Regions from separate parts of the Triticum aestivum genome. Here region 1 is linked to region 2. Evidence: chromatin contacts called from public Hi-C data. All regions are on one chromosome and are shown on one strand. The core of a region is the stretch at or near the end of the contact, and the rest is flanking DNA. Distances in the headings are between cores, read along the strand shown.

Evidence for each region. Hi-C and Micro-C count contacts between places; a contact is called where the count stands out from the background.
Region 1: a contact with region 2 is called in a Hi-C map of leaf, with 6 times the contacts expected there. The contact joins the promoter of LOC123121456 here to the enhancer-like site in region 2. A contact is called at or near these places in 2 of 5 Hi-C or Micro-C datasets (both in leaf).

The regions. Positions count from the first base shown.
Region 1 is chr5D:320,141,018-320,144,347 of IWGSC CS RefSeq v2.1, forward strand. It overlaps LOC123121456 (probable transcription factor RL9), which reads left to right and starts at 1,701. Exons shown (of 6, transcript XM_044541449.1): 1 at 1,701-2,771; 2 at 2,884-2,960. The coding sequence starts at 1,928.
Region 2 is chr5D:319,420,735-319,424,465 of IWGSC CS RefSeq v2.1, forward strand. No RefSeq gene overlaps it. Among protein-coding and RNA genes, the nearest start is that of LOC123124769, 170 kb to the left of the region's middle. Within about 2 kb of position 2,002, at least 6 of the 8 cell types and tissues checked have an H3K27ac peak or open chromatin away from gene starts, as enhancers often do. A contact at or near this core is called in leaf, where this site is marked.

The DNA.
Region 1 (3,330 bases), core at 451-2,950, 720 kb after region 2:
AACCAATTAAATGCAGTATGACTTATACGACACCTCAGTGACAATGCATTATGGTGATTGTCCTATTTTACTAACTACCATGACGTGTTATGAGTCAATGCATTGGGAGTGCCCTTACCCTCCACCACAAAAAAAAACAAATTTATGGTCGCAACTAGTCTTCTTCGGTAAAATAAATCAAATAGTACATCAGTTCTATCCAAGCCCAGTGAACTAATAGTCCGTGGCGACTTCATCAATCTCAGTGGGAGGAGATGTTCCCGTCGACTACGAAGGCGTCTGTGGAGACGTCGTCAATCTCAAGATGATAGGCAGGTTCAGTCTCTCCAAGGTGCTCATAGAAATAGAGTGTGGGGTGAGTGTATGTGCATACGTATGAGCGTCTACGTCTGTACTGTGTTAAAGAAAATCCAGTGTAACGGAAACACAATTTCAGGCATTACCGACACGTGAAAGCCCCACGCAATTAAGCACCGCACCCCCGGTGCATATCTTAACCCCCACCACATGACCAAAACCAAATGCATCGCTACGGTTATGCCCTGAACAAAAGACATAAAAGCTAAACGCAGCTATAGTACAGTATGTAAGCAGTGGAGAGGTATTATTGTGCGGGGACTACGAGCAGTATGAGGGATGTGCGCATCCTCCGACCACGAGATGTTTTTCCATCTCGTTTCGAAAAAGGCAGTACTGCTAAGAATTATTAATCAGAGAATGTGCATTGCGAAGATAATAATAATAAAAAGGAGGAGAAGAAGAAGAAACCGACATTCATTCATCGGTAGACATGTGCGCGAACACCAGAATGGCTCTCCGCTCGTTATCACCGTATTCCGACGAGACTGTAGAATGTCGACCCGGTCAGTCCCGGCCCATGAGGGGCACTGAATCCCCACACGCATCCAATCCGAAAGCGAGATGAGGAGGAAGAAAAAATCCATCCTGGAGAGAGAGAGAAGGGAGAACAAGAAGCCTGTCCCTCCGGCGAGACTCCCTGTCATGAGCTCCCCCTTAAAAAAAGGGTGCAGTGCTCTACCTACAGGGAGGGACGGAGAGAGAGAGAAAGCAGAAAAGGATAGGGAGAGCCCAAGCCAAACCCTGGGGGCATGGGGGGAAAAGAATCCCAAGCGCACGAGCTCACACAGCCTTTTCAGTCCAACAAACAAAATCAGATCCATCAATCTTCTCCTACAATATACTATTACTACAACCAAAACCTACATGCATGTAGTACAGTTAATCCCATTTTCTATAGTGTGTGTGTGTCAATAATAGTACGGTAGTATTTCTTTGTGCGTGTGTGTGCTACTTTTTTAGAAGTGGTGGTGTATTTTATGGAGTAGTAGTAATACACGTAGAAACAAAAAGCGTGCTTCCTTTGACTCCTCCACTTGCCCTCCCCTATCTATCCATCTAGTACCACGGCAGTCCCCTAAGTGTCATTTTCTCAGACTTGGTGATGCCTGCCCCTCCTAATTAAACAAGCGAGATAATAACCTCACATTCTCTCTCTGCCTCTGCCTCTCTCTTCAGTTTCTCTCTCTACCTTTTTATACAAGCAAGAGCAATAAGGAAGGACAGCACAAGAAACCAATTCATCCCTGGTGTCTCTCATGTTAGGAGGTTGAGAGATAGAGAGAGAGAGAGAGAGAGAGAGAGAGAGAGAGGGGTAGTACTAGTAGTAACTCCAGTACTAGAGACAGATACAAAAGGAGACATCACACCACCCCCCAGCCCAGCCCAGCCAAAGCGCAAGCATTCCCGAGCAACACAACACGGCCGGCCGGCCTCCCTCCCAAGAACACCAAGAACCTTCCTGCGATCCTCCCCCTCCCGTCCCACCAATCCGACCTAGGTGTTTGTGCGTGCTAGCAAGGCACGCACGCGCGCGCGCGTCCGATCGGGGCGCGCCGGTGGCCGGGAGATGGAGGCGAGCTCGGCTGCGTCGCCGGACCTCTCGCTGCACATCAGCCTGCCCAGCACTGGGCCGCCGACGGGCCCGGGGGGCGGCGGAGGCGGGCGCGGGCCTGTGGGCGGCGGAGGCGGGGATCCCTGGAGGAGGCTGAACGGGTCCACGGCGTCCACGGAGCTGTCCTTGTCTCCGCCCCTCCTGGCCGCCGACCAGGAGGGCGCCGCGCTGCCGTGGCGGCACAGGCCTTCGTCGTCGGCTGCGGCGTCCTCGGCCGCCACCACGTCCGCCCAGGCCGCGCTCATGACCATGCCGATGCTGCAGCCGCTGGACGCGGGTGTCGGCGGCGCGTCGGCGGCGCCGCCAATCCGGGGGATACCTATCTACAACGGCGCCGGGGGCTTCCCGTTCCTGCCGCCGGCGCCTGGGGGAGGAGAAGGGCACCACCTCCCGAAGGTCGGTTTCTACGGCTACCACCATCCGGCGGCGTGGCCCTCCTCCCTGGGATCGACGTCGCCGTCCTCTCTCGGGCCGGGGCCGGCGCCACCCGCGAATTCCTTCGACCCCACGGCGGCGTTCCTGTCCTCAGCCGCGCACCATCGGATGCTGTCGGCCTCCGGAAGACTAAACGGCATGCTCTCCGACACCCTGCGCAGCTACGGCGCCCCCGGCGGCGGCGTCGGCATGGGTCTCGGCGGACACCATCATCATCTCCACGGCGCGCAGCCCTTCGGGCTGGGGTCCCGGTTCATGCCCAAGCTCCCCGCCAAGCGCAGCATGCGCGCGCCCCGCATGCGCTGGACCAGCACCCTCCATGCCCGCTTCGTGCACGCCGTGGAGCTCCTCGGCGGCCACGAGAGTACGTACCACTACCACCACCACCAAACCAATCTCTCCGACGCCGACGACGAGCGCGCGCGCTACCTACGTAACGTAGTACCTTTCGCTGATCAAAATCTAACCTCTCGCAGGGGCGACGCCCAAGTCAGTCCTAGAGCTCATGGACGTGAAGGATCTGACGCTAGCGCATGTGAAGAGCCATCTCCAGGTACCAGCAATTCTGAACCCGATCCCTCTAGCTTGCGCTTGCTCCCAAACCCGCGGTCTCGCGTCCTCTTGCTGCTCGTCCCGTTCTTGTTTGGGTCAGACAGGAAAGCCAATGCAGTAACTCCTGAGTTAGTGAAGAAACTGCCATTCTTGGAGGTAGTGAGAGAGAGAGAGTGAGGCCAGTGTTTGGGGATGTGTGTGTGCGCGCGCGAGGGAGAGAAAAAGTTGCCATCATTACTCAATAATGCAATGTAGTATGTGCATCTGTGCGCGTCTGCCCACCTAGCTAGCGTATGTGTTCGCGTCTCGTCTGTGTGCACGGCCCGAAGCGCTCACCTCCACGAAGAAAGAGAAGCACAGGGCCGGACGAG
Region 2 (3,731 bases), core at 752-3,251:
CAACGAACTTATTCGAGGGAGATTGACGACGAGGTGGAGATGACTCCGGCGACATGCTACTCTGACTCTACTTCTGCTACGAGGACTGTGCGTCTAGTGGTAATCCCATGCTTGTAGGTGATCCGCATAGTATGATATTTTTGTTATGCAATAGTTGCACGCCGTGTAGCACAACACATACATGAGTACGTATAAGTTCCAACAAGTGTGGATCCCTCTCACAATAACCTATGAAAGGTGTCTTCGTCATTTTCCCGTATAAACAGGACTCGCATGTCTGGAATGATTGGAAACCAAACGACTTTAGTAGTCCATCTTTATGAGGCTTCCTCAAGCGTTTCTCACTGTATGACCCAAACAACAATCCCATATATAGGTAGGATTCACATCATTAGGAAGAAACTATTTAGCATAAACATGAGATGCACATCATCAAGATTTAAACTAAATAACCCATTCACAATGGGCTCATAAGCATGAAAAATACCGTTCTTAGATATAGAACAAACATTGTCCTCACTAAAGAATTTATGACCATATCTCAATAAACATGGATGATAGTTTTGACTTAAACTAGGAACATAATAATAGTTAAGCAATTCCATAATAGGTTAACCTCATAACCTTCTAGGTCTACGAGTGTTGCTTGATGTGCATACGTGGGAATTAATTTTTTTTATGTTTCGATTTACATGTATATGTACTTGATCCTGCACTACTACCTCTGTCCTAGTTTATTAGCCCCCTCGTGTTTAGGGTAATATTTTGTTCATGATTTTAACTATTAAAATATAAGTTACACTTAACAAGAATAATATTACCAGAAACTATGTTCAAATACAAATCAAATGATATAATTTTTTGTGACATGCATTAACAATTTGTTAGTTAAATCTATAGGCAAAATTTTGCACAGAATATGAAGGGAGCAATAAACCAGGACGGAGGTAGTACTTGACAATTTTGATCCGTACATATATACTAGCGGACAAGGAAATAAATTCTTGGATAGACTAGTCATTATAGAGGGAAATTATAAGTATGCATTCTAGGGTAGTAGCTAGAGTAGTGACGAGAGTAATTCACCTAGGAGCTCCGGAGGGTCAAATATCGATCTGACATACATCTAGGGCTTCTCTGGTTTGCAAGATCTGAGAACATATAATATTTGTTCAGATAGATTTGATTCAACGAGATTTATCCTTATAATATTTGCAAGATCTGAGAACATATAATATTTGTTCCGATAGATTTGATTCAACGAGATTTATCCTTATAATATTTGCAAGATCTGAGAAGCAAATTTCATGGATTGGAATCCTTCAGATCAAACAAACAACACAGTAAAAATTATAAGGATACAACCCAACAGAAATCATTTGGAACTGTTTTCGGATAAAAGAGGCCCTTATTTCAGAAACCATGTGTGAGTTTGTTTCAATTGAATAAGGCCCCGACGGTCCTGGAATCACGCAAATCATGCTTAGTACTCCATCCGTCCAAAAATAAGTGTCTAAGTTGAGAAACTTATTTTGGAACGGAGGACTATGTAAACTGAAAGTAACTTATCATTTTCTGAACAAAAGCCACATTCACCGTTACTGAGTAAATCGTCCTTTCGCGCAAAAAAAGATAATTTTGTTCATTGTTTTTTTTACCATTCGTACCACTATATGGGCCAGAACATGCAAACCCCGGGCTGGGTATGACCGAAGAGGGCAAGCGACACAACCATGCGGCCCATTCCGCCCTAGAAATATACACGAGGGACTTCACGCGCATCGGACTGGCAATGGGCCCCACAGCTGGGATCCGTCCTTTCTAAAAGACCAACGAGGACGGACGGTGCGTGTGATAAAAAATAAAGACGAGTGCGACTAGAGAGAGAAAGCCAGAGCTGGGAGAGAGAGAGAGAAAAAACAAGTGGTCATACTGCATGCACCCCATCATAAGGCCATCATGACTTCTTTTGTGTCAGCGTCAAAACAAAAGAGAAAAGAGGAGAGAGATAGAGAGAGAGACGTTGGGGGCGGTGGTAGCTAGCCTAGCTGCGCTGCGCTGTGGCAGCAGCAGGGAAAGGGCGGGGGCAGGTCGCCCGAGCTCAATCATAAAGCAATGGATTACAAAATCATGACCCCCTCTGGCCCCCTCTCTCTCCTCCTACGCTCTGTCTGTATTTATATCAGGGATGTTGCTCTTTTACTCCCTGCTGCCTCAAGTCAGTCGGTCACTCTGCGCTCCTCTCTCTCTCTCTCTACACGATGTTTCTGTCCGCCCCATCAATCTCCCCCCTCTCTCTCTCCTCGCTGCCTCTCGCAATCTCTACAAAGAGAAGTCATAGTCGAGGAAAGCAGTAGAATACTCTGTGTGGGTGACTGACACCAACTTCAATGCCCTCTCCCTCTGTCATTCCTCCTCCTCTCTCTCTCTAACTCTGTGGCTTCCTTCAGGCCTGAGGCCTTTGCCCGCCTTGGGCAACGTGTTTTCACTGTGTATGCCGGTGTTAAATCTTTTTTTCCTTGACCACCACCCCAACCCCAGCTAGACGCGGCCGTTCTCCGTTTAGTTAATTGGTCATTACAGCGTAGGTAGGTGGTAGATTTTGTATTAGGTCTTTTCTGTTGACCTTTTCCCCGTGTTATCAAATCGACGGGACGAATCTTTTGTTCTTTACGAAAAGGGCAAAAGTGTCGTGGTTTGGGGAATAATTAAACGGGATAGCTTTGGTCTCACTTTATGTCAAGTTTTGACACACTGCCGTATCGTATCAATAATGCCGGTGATCTGCTGCTTGTGCTGCATGCACACCATGAGAAAGGCCAAAGTGCAACACTCACCATATGCATGTGGCACAAAGTGTGCAAGCTTAGCTCTAGCTACACCTATGTACAGCCTCTGCTATAGCTAGCTAGCTAGCTAGCTTAGCTTCGAGGACGCGGGTCTTCAGATAGAGTAGGTCGGAAAGCCCGGCCGTGTGCCGCAGCGCCACGTGGCGCCTTTGGATTGGCCGGCCGAGGGGCTAAGTGTGTAGGAATGGGAACGGGAATGGGAATGAGACGATGATATTCTTTGCTTGTTGGCTTCCTCCTACCCATCGGAAAGAGAAAAGGCTATGGAGCTGAAAAGACTGGTGGCGCCATGGCCATGGGGAGTTAAATTCTTCCAACCTCCCCATCCATTCTTGCTTCTCCTTTACTGGCAAACATACATATGTCCATCGTCCCTGCATCATGCCTCACTGATCTGTAAACAGGGGGCTGGCCCCCAGCGCACAGTGCATGCATGTGTACGTGTGTGTGTGCCTGCTTGATCCTTTGTGCTTGCATGCATGCATGTCTTCCTTCGGCGCCCATGATGCCAGGACCTCATGTCTTTAATTATCGAGAGCACTATTGCAGCGGTGAATGGTCGATGCTGATCCGGTCTCGCATGCCATGCAATGCTGCGACGGGACGTGCATGCGGCTGGATCTACTCTAATCTCTTTTGTCTGTGAATACCTGTCACTTCTGGGTTTTGACTGGTACTCACTCCGTTTCTTTCTACTCCGCGTATAAGAATTACAGCCGGATGTACCATGTGTTTCAACGCACTTTGTGATAGAAAAATATGGGCCACATATTAATAATGTAACATACTAGCATGACTAACTATTGTATAAATGGGCTATTAGTTAGGTTTATGTGACGTGTCAACTTCATATAGCCGGTTGTTGACTATACTATTAACCAT